Regions from separate parts of the Mus musculus genome. Here region 1 is linked to region 2. A link is a contact called in public Hi-C data. All regions are on one chromosome and are shown on one strand. Each heading gives the region's core, a stretch centred on a gene start, on an enhancer-like site or on the middle of the called end of the contact. The rest is flanking DNA. Distances are from core to core; before and after follow the strand shown. Region 1 overlaps Gm40436 (a long non-coding RNA gene). Region 2 has its middle 36 kb from the start of Gm32219.

What was found. Hi-C and Micro-C count contacts between places; a contact is called where the count stands out from the background.
Region 1: a Hi-C map of uterus shows a contact between it and region 2, with 6 times the contacts expected there. The contact joins two enhancer-like sites. A contact is called at or near these places in 1 of 39 promoter capture datasets (the 3T3-L1 cell line), 26 of 484 Hi-C or Micro-C datasets (the 3T3-L1 cell line, the C2C12 cell line, the C3H10T1/2 cell line and 12 more), 5 of 115 datasets of contacts at active chromatin or transcription factors (the NIH/3T3 cell line, embryonic fibroblasts, embryonic stem cells and 2 more) and 1 of 9 other capture datasets (embryonic stem cells).

The regions. Positions count from the first base shown.
Region 1 is chr12:70,596,458-70,603,867 of GRCm38.p6, forward strand. The region is part of intron 1 of Gm40436 (a long non-coding RNA gene); the gene reads left to right. Among named protein-coding and RNA genes, the nearest start is that of Gm40436, 9.6 kb to the left of the region's middle. Within about 2 kb of position 2,219, at least 26 of the 459 cell types and tissues checked have an H3K27ac peak or open chromatin away from gene starts, as enhancers often do. A contact at or near this core is called in uterus, where this site is marked.
Region 2 is chr12:70,495,786-70,503,406 of GRCm38.p6, forward strand. No RefSeq gene overlaps it. Among named protein-coding and RNA genes, the nearest start is that of Gm32219, 36 kb to the right of the region's middle. Within about 2 kb of position 1,361, at least 15 of the 459 cell types and tissues checked have an H3K27ac peak or open chromatin away from gene starts, as enhancers often do. A contact at or near this core is called in uterus, where this site is marked.

The DNA.
Region 1 (7,410 bases), core at 969-3,468, 100 kb after region 2:
ACCTCTTTACAATCATCTCACAGTTATTTAAAAACCACACTAAGTCTGGTAGGATCTTAGGCACAGTTATAGTGAAAAAGCATTTCTCATAACATAGACATGGAAATATTTGGTGCTGGAAAGAATTTGAGAGAGTATCATTTCTTTAGGATGCAGACAAAAAGACAGAAGTCCAGAGTGGTCAGGTCACATGGTTACTGTTACAAAGCCAATTAAAGCCAGACTCAACATCAGAGCTTAGCTCAGTGAAGTTGGACCTGGACTATTAACCATAGGAGGGAAGGCAATGCTCACCTCACTTACTAAATGGCTGAAGAGTGGGTTTCAGACATTCCTGTAGGCCAGAGCCTCCTGAGGTGCCTCGGAGTCCTGAACAGCTAGTCCACAGTTAACCCAGGAGCCTTGGATGGAGGTCCAATGGTCAGCATTGTAAGAGGTCACTCTGAAAGATTTCCAAAGGCAACTTGCAAGAAAAATATCAAGTTCAGTTGTCATGTCCTATCATGTCCTCAGTGAGGTCTGAGTGTTGACTCAGTTAAGTTCAACTCAGGTCAACACTGTGGCCCCAGATATGGTTACAGGATGATGTGTCTGTCCTTTGAAAGGAGAAGAGACAACTACTAGGATATAAGAACTCATAGCATCAGTCAGTGCCCTTACCCAACCTTGAAAAGACCTCAGGCATAATCTCAGAAGGCCTGGGACCTCCTTTCTGGACATTTAAGACTTAAACAGGCTCTCAGACCTCAGGTCTCTCCCTTGACTCTTTTGGAAAATTGCTTAAGAGAATGGAGTTTTCCATGATAGCTTTAGTGATACTGAGATGCATAATATTTCACTAGTGCCCACTATCGATCATATAATTTAACAAGTTGTATTTTAATTTTTTCTTTTCATTTCAACTTCTCCAATCTTTCTAAAAATTGTCATCTATTTATAGGGGAATTGAAAGCTTTGTGATATTTCATTGGCGTGCATGTTGCTTAATTAAGCTCTATAATTACAGTAAAAACTGAGGCAGTACAAACAGGTTTGGGAACAAACACAACCAATTCTTGGTGGGTTGCAAAGCACAGCTAGTGGGAGTGTGTGATTCACACAGAACCTGGACGGTGAGTACTCTTCATGGTGCTGTTAGACAAGTGATTGTAACGGATGCAGAGTCAGTTAATCGGGAGGCCTTTGAGACATCCAGGGGGCTATCTAAGCTCTAAAGAGCTTCCTTTGCACAGTAACTTATTTGACCAATTTCCCATGTTGGGCATCTGAGCACCCCACCTCTATGCCACTGTTAAAGTAACGCAGCATTCAGTACCCACGCAGGTAAATCACTGGGCACCATCATGATTATTCCCAGACTTGGAATGGCAGGGTAAAATTATATACATCTTGAAAGCCTTTAGTGCATATTTTTGAATTGCCCTTCAGAAAGGTTTCCCTGGAGTTGATATTTTAAAACACAATTTAAAATAACCAGAGGGCTTTGACTAGGCAGTCTAATTAAACAACCAACTCCATTTTCCCGCATGTGGTAAGAATTTAAGCTCCCCCCCATAAACAGTGATTTCACCTCCTTTTAGGCATGGTTGGAAAACACCTCCTTTTTTTGTTTTCTGCGACAATAGCAACGGTTCCCACGGACAGAATTTATTTTTTCATCTAGTAATTCAATCCATTTGGTTTTAGGATGTGGCTAGGAAAAATGAGCCAAAGATGCAAGATTAAGGCAGCTTGACTCTTATGCCATGTATGTAGTCCAACTTTGGGTTTGGCCCGGTCCAGTTGCCATGGTTTGTGAGGTTGTGTTGTAGCAACAAGGTCCTCAAGCTTCAGTGTGTGAAATGTGAGGTCCCTCCGTGAGGAACATTCTGAACTCTGGGAGGGAAAGGCTCGGGGATCAGGTGGTGTCTTGGACCAGCTCTCTGGAATGCCCATTCTATCCCAAGTTCCAGCCAAGAGCAAAACAGTCATCAATTCTCTAAAGAGCTTTTTCCGTCCTTTGGAACATCCCCCGGGTGGGAATCCAACATGCTAAGGTTGACAGGGTGTGAATGAGGGACACGCGGCCATCGAGCTTAAACTAATGTGAATCACAGTATAGGCATACGACTGCGTCCCTTGGCTTTCTTCCTGCGTATCTGGGACGAGGAGGGTGCACGAGGGAGCTAGTCTGATGCCTTTTGGCACCCGTTGGGGCTTGACGTGGCTGTGGGGAGGAGGGTGTTGGAGAGAGTGTGGAAAATGGAACTGAAATCTCTGCTTCCCTCAGGCCACACATCTGGACAGCTGGACCAAGAGTAAAAAGCCACAGGACTGGGACAAAATGGAGTCAGAGTCACCAGCATAGTCCCTAGGCAGTAGAATGAGGTCTGGGTGGGTAAACTCAGCCAAGATGGCACAGTATGACCTTGGAGGGCAGCTTCTAAAATCTTCGCAAATATCTGTGTGGGTTAAGTTCTGCTAACTTAAAACACTGGTGTGAAATGGGCTGCTAGGATTTATTTAGGTGAAAGGGATAGATATCTGTCAGTGTCAGCAGGTTGTATAGATATTATACTTTTGTTTTCTAAAAATGTCCAAATCTTACAGAGGAGCAGGAAGGGTCATTAAAGCTCTGGCCAGGCAATCTTTGCTCCTACCCATGGAGAGAGAACAGAAAGGCTTTGCTCCCACCCATGGAGAGAGAACAGAAAGGCTTTGCTCCCACCCATGGAGAGAGAACAGAAAGGATTCTGGACCCTTTCCCATGTCTCTCCCAAATGCTAGTAGGGGCCTAGAATTCCCCAGAAGAAATTCATCTGGGGGGAGTTCATGGTAAGCGAAAACATTTTCAAAGTCAAAGACACATAATAAATAAAATATATGGAAGGGCAATGAGAGACAAGAGGCCTAGCTGAGGGAAGTGATTCATCAGTACATCACTGATCAATACATACTTGGTCATGTACGTATCCAGTCCCTGGGTCTTCCTTTTCAGAGAACATTGCTGCCCTGGTTTCAGTGTCAATCACAATCTAGTTCTTCCTTAGTGTCTTGCTTTTATTTTTAATGCTTTTTTTTCCCTTTGAGGCAGGGTCTTGCTGTTTAGCTAAGGCTGGCCACAGTCTTGCCATCTTCCTGCCTTAGCTATTTCAGTCTTAGGATTATAAGTGTCCCCACTTAGTTCATAGGCACTTAATTTTTATTTTTTTTAATTTATTCTTTCTATTAATTAACTAATTAATTTACTTCACATCCAGATGGCAGCTTCTCCTCCCTCTTCTCCTCCCAATCCTTCCCTCTTACCTCCCCTCTCCCTAACGCTCTCTCTTTCTCCTCAGAAAAGAGGAGGCCTCCCATGGATATCAACCTGCCTTGGCAAGCCAAGCTGTAGCAGGATTCGATGCATCTTCTTCTACTGAGACTCCTATTTTAGGTGTTAGAGTGTATGTATGTGCACCATGTGCATGCAGTACCTGTGCAGACCTGCAGAGGGCGTGGAATACCCTGGAACTGGAGTTACAGAAGGTGTAAGCCACCATGTGAGCGCTGGGAACGGAACCCAGGTTTGCTGTAAGATCAAGTTCTCTTAACTGCTGAGCCATCATCGATTGTTCCAGTCCCAAGAAGCACTACATTTTAATGGAGCTGATATTAACTCTATTTTCTTTGTGGCTTTGGCTTTTACTTCTTACTCTAAAGTGATTTTCTAACAGTTTTAAAGATATGATCCAGTATGTATGTATGTATGTATGTATGTATGTATGTATGTATGTATGTATTTCTTAAAATGTCACTATTAATTTCCCCCCTAAAGTTTTTAATTCACCAGAATTTTCATGTAAGTTCTTAAGAGGAGACCAAATTTGAACTGTTTTCTTTATGAACAGAATGTGGTGTGTGTGTGTGTGTGTGTGTGTGTGTGTGTGTGTGTTTGTGTGTGTGCCTGTATGTGTTGTGTGTGTGTGTGTGTGTGTGTGTGTGTGTGTGTGTGTGTGTGCGTGGTGTGTGCATGGTGTGTGTGTATGATGAGTGTTGATTGAAGCTAGGGCCTTGGATATCCTAGACAGATACACTGCCACTAGGTTTTATCTCCAGGCCCTTCAGCTCCATTTTTAAAGTCCATGTTTTGCACTGAAATGTCCTCTCTGCCGTCATCCACATATGTTATAATCCTCTCTGATCTATTTCATCCTAGAATTACACACCAGTGGTTCAGTTAACATACTATATAGTAATTCTTTACAAGCACTTAGACGAATTCTTCCCCTCCTGGCTCAGTTATTCAAGAGTACTCTTACTTCCTCCTCAGGCACGGTAAATACAGCCTGTCTGACTGTGTACTACGCATGAAGGGAAACTGAGTAGTGCGGGTGGGGAGTGGGGTAGGATCTCTTCAGTTTAGAATTGCATTGTGTTTATGGAGTCTGGGATACATTGCATCTTTACAGTTTTGAGTTAACTAATTCATAGCAAAACCTTGCTGTCCACGAGTTTGCTTAACCTTTGTAATGTATTATAATTTTCCCTATAAAGGTCCTGTACATTTTTCTTAGACATATTGCTTTTAACTTTGGTGGATTTTGTGAATTACAACTTAAAAATCTCGATTTGGAGCACTTTCTCAGAACGCTTTCTGAGTGTGTGTGGACTGGTGTTGATGCCAGAGGACTCAGCTGTCATGCCTCAGGCTCTGGCAACCATTTTTACTGTAGAGGCAGGACCTCTCACTGGCCTGGCATTTACTAAAGAGTCTAGACTGTCTGTCCTGTTAGCCCTGGGATCTGCCTGTCTGCACTTGCCCAGCTTTGGGGCATGAACACATGCATGAACCCTCCACTCCCAAATTTGTGGTTTACTCTCTGTTTGTTCGTTTTTGTTTTTTCACAGGTTTTCACAGGGATCGAACTCTGATCCTTGTAACTGCATGGCAAGGACTGTATCAACCGAGTTATCTCCCCAGCCCCTAACTCTTAGTTTTTATTTTTATGAAATGCTATTGATATTTGTGATAATTCATTTTTAACAGTAAACTTGACTGGATCTAGAGTCACCATGCACACTTTTGGGTATGTCTATAAAGGTATTTCCAAAGATTTATTTGAGAAGGGAAGACACACCCTAAACAGGGACCGCAGGATTCCATGCCTTGGGTATATGAGAAAAGGTGAGTGGACCCAGAAGCTCCAGTCTTCATTTCTCTCTGCTTCCTGATTGTGGATTCTCATGACCAGCCACCTCCCTTTAGTGCCCGTACTGACTAGTTTTGTGTCAACTTGACACAGGCTGAAGTTATCACAGAGAAAGGAGCTTCAGTTGAGGAAATGCCTCCACGAGATCCAGCTATAAGACATTTTCTCAATTAGTGATCAAGGGGGGAGGTCCCGTTGTGGGTGGTGCCATCTCTGGGCTGGTAGTCTTGATTCTATAAGAGAGCAGGCTGAGCAAGCCAGGGGAAGCAAGCCAGTAAAGAACATCCCTCCATGGCCTCTGCATCAGCCTCTGCTTCCTGACCTGCTTGAGTTCCAGTCCTGACATCCTTTGGTGATTAACAGGAATGTGGAAAATGTAAGCTGAATAAACCCTTTTCTCCCCAGCTTGCTTCTTGGTCATGATGTTTGTGCAGAAATAGAAACCCTGACTAAGACAGTGCCTTTACTGTCACAATAAACTGTGTCCCCACAAACCATGAGCCAGAATAAACCCTTCATCTCATCAGGTATTTTGTCACAGCAACAAGTATCTATTAATATTTACATCTAGATTTTTGTATCTATCAGACTTGATAAACCCTCTAACCTATTGGAATTACTTAGCTGGGAGGTTGGGGAAATTTCTCCATAGGTATTAATACTACCTTCAGCAAACCTGATTTTCCCCGTCTTTCCACACTTGCTTAAACTATTTAGACTTTCTGATAACAAAGTTAAGAGTACAAAGTAACTTGCTACATTGTATCAATCCGTATTTTAGTGTTGTACCTCCCTACTTAGTTTGCAGTCTACCCTGCCCAGACAACTTTCCTGAGCTCCGTGCAAAATGGAGGACTCACTTTGTTAGCAGGACTTCCTCGTCTTCACCTGATCTGGGGAGCCCAACCCACACTACCTGACAGATGTCAGGTAATCCCTGGGGAAAATACAGGTTCAGCCTCCTAAAATGTCTCTCCGTGCGAATGAGACGTCCCCAATACCTGAAGACTCAGCCAATGCAACTTTACTCTAAAAATAACTCCTTCCTCCTCTCCGAGGTTCACCCCGATAGAGGTATGAACACAAGCTGTTTCACCATCTATCTAGGAAAGCCAGTGTGCAAGGCAAACATGGACCTGAGAATTTGGCTGAGAGTGCCAAGACATCTAAAGGAGAGAAGTGAGAAACAGAACTGCATTTTTGTTTTAAATCAACTTACTATTCCTAGTTGAGATCAACCAAGAGGATATTACGGTACTGGCTTTATTATGTTTGAGTTGCTCATTTTATTTGGATTATGTGACTCTGTTCATAACTAATACTGACGCCCAGCTTTCTTCTCTCTTACTGTTTGACTATCAAGGTGAAGCTAGCCTGACAAATGATCTGGAAAGTGTACTCCCTTTTATGTTAAGAATATTTGAAGTGTTAGAATTCTCTCTCAGTGTTTGGTAGAATTATGGCTACCAGATAGAGTTAGACTTTTATTTGTGAAGGGGCTAAATTTTTAAAAATGATTTTCAGGTCTTCTATTTCTTCCTGAGTCTATTTGGGTTATGTAATGTTTTGAGTGTTTGTTTGGAGTTTGTTTTGCTTTTGTTTGCTTGGTTGGTTGGTTTTTAAGACAGGGTTTCTTTTCTCTGTGAACCAGGCTGGCCTCTAACTCACAGAAATCCGCCTGTCTCTGACTCCTGAGGGTCCAGATTTAAAGTGCACCACCACTGCCCAGCTGATTATGTATGTTTTAAAAGGAAGTTGTCCAATTTTTTTCTTTTATAATACAAATATGGCTGATTTCTGTAGTTGTAAAAGTTGAGTTTAAAATATTTTTTAATTTTTATTTGAATTTATTGAACCATGAGTAATTTGGAGGTGCAATTTTTAACTCCAAACATGCAGGTACATTCTAAGTATAATTTTATCATTGATGTACAAGTTAATTGCCTTGTTAGAACATGAAGTGTGCTTCACCTTCCATTTAATTTGGCCAGCTATAACAAATGCTTTCTGTATGCTCTGAAAGTTTGTGTGTTTTATCTAACAGCAAATGAATGAGCATAAATTTATAGAGAAAATTGTAGCTACTTCTGCTATCTTCTTTTAATTTTTTGGTGCTTTAGGAAGTTGACCATGATATCTTAATCTGTAGTTCTTTTAAATTCTTTACACATAGGATTCCCTGGGCTGCTTTAGTCTCTTCAAACTGTTATCTTTCACTAGACATGTAAAAATTTCAGCT
Region 2 (7,621 bases), core at 111-2,610:
CAATTAGGATAAAGAGGTCTATGTATTCTTTTCTCCCCATCGTATTAACAACAACAACAAAAATGTTTAGGTGCAGAGCCCCAAATAAAACCATGGACTATTTTGAGTAGCTGAAGAGCCCACTCTATAAGCAACTTCTTGATTAAAGAGTCCGCGTGTTAAAATCCAAAAGATTCTAGAGTGTGCGCTGTTTCTTGCCGGTTTCCTGCCTTGTGGGTGGTTTTCTTTATAACTGTTCCAAATAAACACCAGTAACTTTCTCTGGAATAAAAACTCAAGGAATAACAATGATCTAGTTCTAAGTACCTGTCTCTCCTCTCCTCTCCTCTGATCAAGCCTAAAGTCACAGTGGCTGTTCCCCGATTTTAAACGTCCTGTGACACCCAAGAGTTTGCCTTGAGGTAGATCTGGAGTTTGGTTGAGATTTGTTTCTTCTCATTTGTCCTCGTAAGAGTTGACCCACGGAGACTTTGGCCTCTGGTGCACTGTCCACAGTCCAGGAGAGAATGTCTTATTCTATCTGCCCTACACTAAGCCACCATCTGTATACTGCTGGCTCCCAAATGTCCATCTGCTGTCTTTCTCACTAGATTTTTTCTTTAAATTTAGTTTTCTTTTTATTGATTAATTTTCTTATTTGACAATTACATAGTTTGTATGTATTTTATTTTTTGCTATTGTTTGTTTTTAAAATAGTGTCTCACTCTATATAGCTTTGACTGACCTGGAACTCACTTTGCTAATCAGGCTGATCTTGAACTCACAGAAATCCAACTATCTCTGCCTCCCATGTGCTTGGATTAAAGGCGTATACCACGCACCACACGTGGCTTTTGCTGGAGTTTTAAGTTTTCTAAAAACTTGGCCACCCTGGAGGGTGAGCTAGAGATGTCTGAGAGAATGACAGTACAACCGTGTCCCTCTACCTTCATCTTTTCTCTCAGGATATAAAAACACGGGGTTGAGAGTCAGAGTACCCCCGTGGGCCTGCTGACACAAGGGTCTAGAGGCACTGGGGCCTATAAAGCCAGTGAGGGCTGAAAGGAGGGAGGGAGGCAGTCGGAGAGCCACCGGGGACCCATGCATCTGAAAGGGAGGGAGAGACAATAATGTCTACCAGCTGCAGTCTCAGCTGCCTCCCCTAACGATACCACTGAGGACCAGGAGCAAAGTGGTCAGAGACCCCGTGTGGTTTTGAGGGCTCTTTCCTCCTAAATCCTCATCGCTAGGGACAGAGCTGGTAATAAAACTGTAGATTACGCAAATTTCCCCCAAGGGGCAGATTTGAACTCTGTTAGCAAGAAGGCTCTCCCCCGACCTATCTGTCTCCCTGGACTGTGGAGGGGCTAGTGAGCAAGAGCAGATCTAGGCAAGTTTGGAGCTCTGGGGTGAATTTGTTACACCCTGATACTTGTCTACCCTTACACTTCATAGGGCACACACTCCATTCAGGAGACACAGAACCTTTAAAAGTGTGAGACTCGGATGGGATCTCCTACCCCAACCCTACGGCCTTCCCGCTGGGCACTGAATGAAATACCAGCATTTCTCCGTGTCCAAGGACCTGCGTCTGCTCTTGCCTTCCCGTTGCCTCTAGCGCACCCCTTTCTATCTGGTAGATCATGCTGTGCCACGACCTCAATAGTCCTCCCTGCCTGCCAAGCCCCCCCTCAGCCTTCCATGGCTCCAGATTAGTAGCTTCATAAGTATCCCCCACCCCTTCCCCGCCCCTGCTCTGAACTTTGTTCTACTCTGCGACACTGCTGCTTTAGACCCCTTCCCCCCCCCCCCCCCCCACACACACACACAGACTGAGATGTCTGTATGCTGTTTCCTTCTCCCGCATTTCTGCTCCGGTGCTCTGAGACGCTTTAAGCTGCATGGAATTAGCTTAGTGAGGCTTAGTTAGCATCCAGGTCTCTGGAGGCACAAGCTAAAGCAGGGGTTCTCAACTTGGGGGTCACCATCCCTTTGGCAAACCTCTATCTCCAAAAATATTTACATTGCAATTCATATCAGTAGCAAAATCACAACTATGAAGTAGCAGTGGAAATAATTTTATGGTTGGAGTGGGGAGGGCAGTCACCACAACATGAGGAATTGTATTAAAGGGTCGTAGCATTAGGAAGGTTGAGAACCATTGGGCTAAGGGTCAGGTCAGGAGTCTACACCTCATAAAATTTCTGTGGGTACACCCAGGGTGAAGCCAGCCTGAGATCTGCTGGACCAGCAGGCAGAGGACAGACTGTTTAGCTCCATAAACTGAGGGAATTAATTGTGTTGTTTTAGATTTCTCAAACAATTAGCACAGAGCTAATGATTCAAACACATTTTAATGTCTGAATCTATAGCTATTGGCTCTCCTGCCTTTGGAAGCATTTCTCAGGAGCAGTTGGAGTCTTCAAATTTTCCATTTGAATGCTATTATGAGCTTCAGTTTATAAAGGAATCAAAACTGAACAGGCTTGCAAGCATCTCTCAGTGCAGCGGCACAGCGGCCTCCCTCCTCATCTAAGCCGTATAACTCCACAGTCTACTGCAGAAAGCTATCCCTGCTTTAATGAGATCCCCACTGGATCCCAGAGACATTTGCTTGGTTTCCTCTCCTTTCTCTCAGTACTCCTGGGCCTTATTTCTGTGAAGAGCCATGTCATCAACAAGATTAGCATTTCTGGATAAGCCATGTCTGTCCTCAGGAACCTTCTTCTGCTCATTTAGTCTCTCATTGCTGCTTGTAAAATGGCAGGCAAGCATCTGCGAGCCAGGCAGAGAGAGGCACTTTCTGGCCCTCATCATGTGCTCATCAAGTTAAGCAAATAACTCCATGATAGATAGTTCCTTCCAGGTTACACTGTGGAGATTGCATACATGTGTGCGTGCATGTGTGTGTGTCTGTGTATTGGTGCATGCATGAATATGTGTGTGTGTGTGAGGGGGTAGGCCAGAGGACGTCAGCTTTCATTCCTCAGGCGCTGTCCGCCTTCTTCTTTTGAGATAGGATCTCTTACTTCCTTGGAGTTTGTCACGTAGGATAGATAGACTGGCTAGTCAGAGAGCCCCAGGCATCTGCCTGTCTCCATTTTCTTCTTTAATGCTAGGGTTATAAGTACATGCCACCACATCCAACTTTTTTTTCTTAGTGTAGATTCTAGGGGGATGGATCTCAGTTCTTAATGTTTGTAACACAGATTTTAGTAGGGCATAATTTACCCACAGTGAACTATATCCATTTAGGTGAAGGCAGTTTGGTCACCAGTAAGATTTTACTAATGTCTGCAATATGTTTCCTCATGCCTACAGGGGCTAGCCTCTCATCCCTGGCCCCAGGCAACAAGGATCTGCTTTCTGTCCCTACACATCAATTTGCACTATCTAGAATTGCAAACAAATGGTGATATATAATGATTTTGTATCCAATTTCTTTTGTTCATCATAACATTTTTAATGTAAATTCTTTTCATCTTATCCTAACCTTTTGTTTTCTTACCATCTTAGTTTCTTTTCCTGGGGCTGTCATTAAATGCCCTGACAAAAGCAACTTAAAGGAGAAAAGGTTCATTCTGGCTCACAGTTCAAGGGTACAGTTCATCCCAGCATGGGAGTCAAGGACCCAGAGCCTGAAGTAGCTGCTCACATCAGACTCACTATGGTATCCACTATGGTTCCCACCATCAGGAAACAGAGGAATGTATGAACAGAGAGTGAAGAAACGGTCAGCTCCTTTCCTCCATGTATATAGTACAGGATCCTATGCAGGGAATGGTGCCGCCCACAGTAGGCAAACCTTCCCATTCAGTGAACACAGTCAAGATGAAGTACCACGGAGCACGTCTAGAGGTTCATCTCTCAGGTGATTCTACATTCTGTCAAGTGGAAGGTTAACACTAGCCATTAGGTAATCTTCCCAGTATCATCACCACCATCAGCTCTCTTAAATCTGAAGATTTAAGCTGTGCTCATAGTTCCATCCCTTCTGTCAATATGCATGCATAGACATATAAGAGACCCTGGGTGGTTCGGTCTGCTGAGATCATATTTGCAGTACACAAAATAGGACAGAGCAGGGTGGAAGAATGGATTTGGAAGGGCTAAAGGAGAATATTCAAGAGCAATAGGTAAGCATTCCTGTAAATCAGAAAACCCAGAAACTCCCAAGGGGTCTGTCAATGATAACATCATTTCAACGGTGTGACACGTGCATACACACATATGATATCCACAGTTGTCGTAGTTAGGGTTTTACTGCTATGAACAGACACCATGACCAATGTTAACTCTTGTTAACATTTAATTGGGAGCTGGCCTACAGGTTCAGAGGTTCAGTCTACTATCATCAAGGTGGGAGTGTGGCAGCATTCAGGCAGGCATGGTGCAGGAGGAGCTGAGAGTTCTACATCTTCTTCTGAAGGCTGCTAGGACAAGACTGGTGGCCCTGAAGAAGGTCTCCAAGCCTACCCCCACAGTGACACCCTTCCTTCACAAAGCCACACCTACCCCAACAAGGCCAAACCTCCTAGTATTAGATGCCACTACCTGGGCCAAGCATACTACCACAATAGTATAAAGTAAAAGGAAGATATATATCATGGAGTTATAGCTGTGGTGTTTTGAAAATCTGCTTAACTTGCTGAGCACAGGATGTGGACCAGAAAACACATCTGCCTGGTTAACAGATGCCTACCTCCTGTTTTATAAGCAGCGATGAGAAAATAGATGAGCTGATTCCGAATTCTATCTCATATTTCTGCCAAGGATGGTTTAATGCTTCATAAAATTTGGAATTCTTCTGGGCAAGGAAATTTAGAACCTGTAGAAAAGTTAAAGGTGTCCATGCTGATGAGGTGATAATGGTTATCATGTCTGTAATGGTACTATCAATGATGGAGATGATGGTGGTGGTGATGGCGAAGTTGACAAAGATGAGAATATTGATGAAGACGGCTATGATGACGTTGGTGAGGATGACAGTATGACAAAAGTTGTTAGATGGCGGGCATGATGATGTCAACGGGGATGATGATGTAAATGATGATGATGATGATGACAGCGATGATGATGATGATGACAGCGATGATGATGATGATGACATGATGACAACGATGATGATGATGACATGATGACAACGATGATGATGATGATGATGATGACAACAGTGATGAGAATGGTGGTGTTTTCAACAATATTCATCTCTCCAGGAAGAGCTGAAGGTAGATAGGTTAAAACCTATCTTTCTATAGTGCTTTTCCCTATATTCATTTTCAATTTCATTTTTACCACCTACTGTGAGATATGCATTAGCCTTTCCATTTTAGAGGAAGGGCCTGAAGCCAACTCAGTTTCCTAACAATTTTCAAAATGAAGCTGCAGCCAGCACTTAACTTGCTCTTTGTATCTCAGTGTTGGTGAAGATCAGCTATTGGTGGTTTAGTGGCATAAAACCTGCTGATTTTTCATGCTTAAAATAAAAGCATATTTTCTCCATGCCAAATTGTTTCTAAGCCTTTGAGAGAGACTAAGCTGAAGTAGGTTATACCTTGGAGGTATTTCCATTTTGTTATCAGTGTTATTATTAGGCAGAAAACTGCAAATGCAGATTGAAAAAAAAGCCAGTGATGTACATTGTGCATATTTTAAAGTTCAAAATATTCCCCCCTGTCTTGGCCAGTTTATAACAATTTCAGATCAGCATTTGGGAAAAGAGTGGTTGAGGGTCAGGGAGGGGGAGGTCGGTCGCCTTGTATGGCCATGATTTGGATAGATGTCTGTAACTCCTGCGGGGTAGCCCATGTGCCTCAGCATGGCCCTAAGGATCCTGACAAAGTTCCTTTAACACGTTGGTTCTTCATGCCCTTAGGCTTAGGGGTGCAGTCTCCTTCCTCTTGTTTGCCATCCCTATAACCTGGCCCCGCCACATGCTTAGTATTATGCTAATACTGTTCAGCTCCTTAACCACCCTTCTCTGTTGTGCTCTTTGGTCCTAAGCTTGAGAATTTCATATCCCCTTTGCCAGCTACTTTGTTTGGTTTGCCAATATAGACTGGTTCAAGGAACCCAGAAGGCTGGAGGAAGACTCTGTTTCTCCCTCTGCTTGCTCCCTCCATCCCCTACCCCCAATCACACTCCTTTTAGCAGCCACCGCCTCTCTGGATACTGTGATGATGGGTTCCAGCCTCTGGGTACCATCCCCATGGTGCTGCTGTCCAGCAGCTTCTCCTGTCCTTCAGGAGCCTACATCCAACATCTGTGCCCCCCTTTGATCTGGGCTGTAACACCGAAGCTTTGCTTCTGGACCCTGCTGCTTTTTCACACCCCTTTCCAGTTTTGTGTGTGTGGTGCATGTGTGTGCACGCGCTTGCAAACACTTTACACATTCAGATTCTACTCCCCTGCCAATTTTATCAAGGTGAGAAATAAGGAGCAGTGTGTATGAGAACTGCATAATGGGATGCATCGACTTGGCCATGCTGGCAGCACAGTTGGGTAGCATCACATACATTCACCGTGCATCTAATCTCCAGGACTGTTCTCTCTCACAACTCCGAACCTGAACCCATCAAACACCTCCTGTGTGTTCCTTCTAGGCCCTTAGCCATCAATCTGTGGTCTAGATCTACTAATGTGGCTACTTTTCACATGTAATAGAAAGCTCCCCAACCATTTAAAATGAATCCTTCTACCTACTTTTTCTTATTTATAAGTGGTGTGGTTTCTGTTTTCTTGATTGATTGGTTTCTTAGGCTAGGGGGTGATGACTACTTCCTGTTGTTGCCAGTGCCCAGTTGTCTTACCATTCTGATAGTCTGTTCCTACTTTGTGCTCATATTATCTAGTATTGAGATTCATGTTGTCTGGTTTGTCTTTGGAGTAGTCCTGTCTTTTAATAATTTCCAGCTAAATACTTGGAACGTGCCATCGGATTCACCCAATTCTTGCTGCGTTCATGACAGATGAGCTTATGGAACTGTTGGGAGAGAGGATTAAATCAAGTTGACGTGATAGCAAAGCTGAAAGTTCTATGAACTCAAAAACACTGTATAGTATTACCATTATTATACCATTAACACTGTATAGTATTACCATTATTGGTGGTGGTGGCATTCCAGATGAAACTGTATTGGAGGCTCTCCATGTTCCCAATGTCCCTGGAGGCATCAATGTCTGCAAGAGAAGAATAACAAACAACCAAATAGCTACAGCTTTCATTTCAACAGACCCTTTGTGACAGAAAGAAAAGCTAAGATCAGAACCCTGTCTCCTGTCCAAGAGAGGATGTGGGGAAGTTAATTAAAAGTCCATATTCATATTCTCAAGTTAATGTAGGGGAAGAGGCCAGAGTGTCTGTGTCCTTACATGATACTGGCTCCGGCTTCACCAAGCAGGCTCCAATCCAATTTGTCAGTCCCAGCACTCCAGTGACACGTAAATGTCCTCACTTAAAATGAAAAATAAAGTTGCTTTTCCAGAAGAGTAAGAGACTGGAAAATCCCTGACCACCAGCCAGCTTATAAACACCAGGAAACCCAGTCCTGGTCAGGAGTTTCCCTGGCAGGGAACAGGGGGTCCCTGACTCTTTCGGAAGATGTCTTCCCCTCCAAGGGAGTGAAGGATGAAAGGAGAGGCA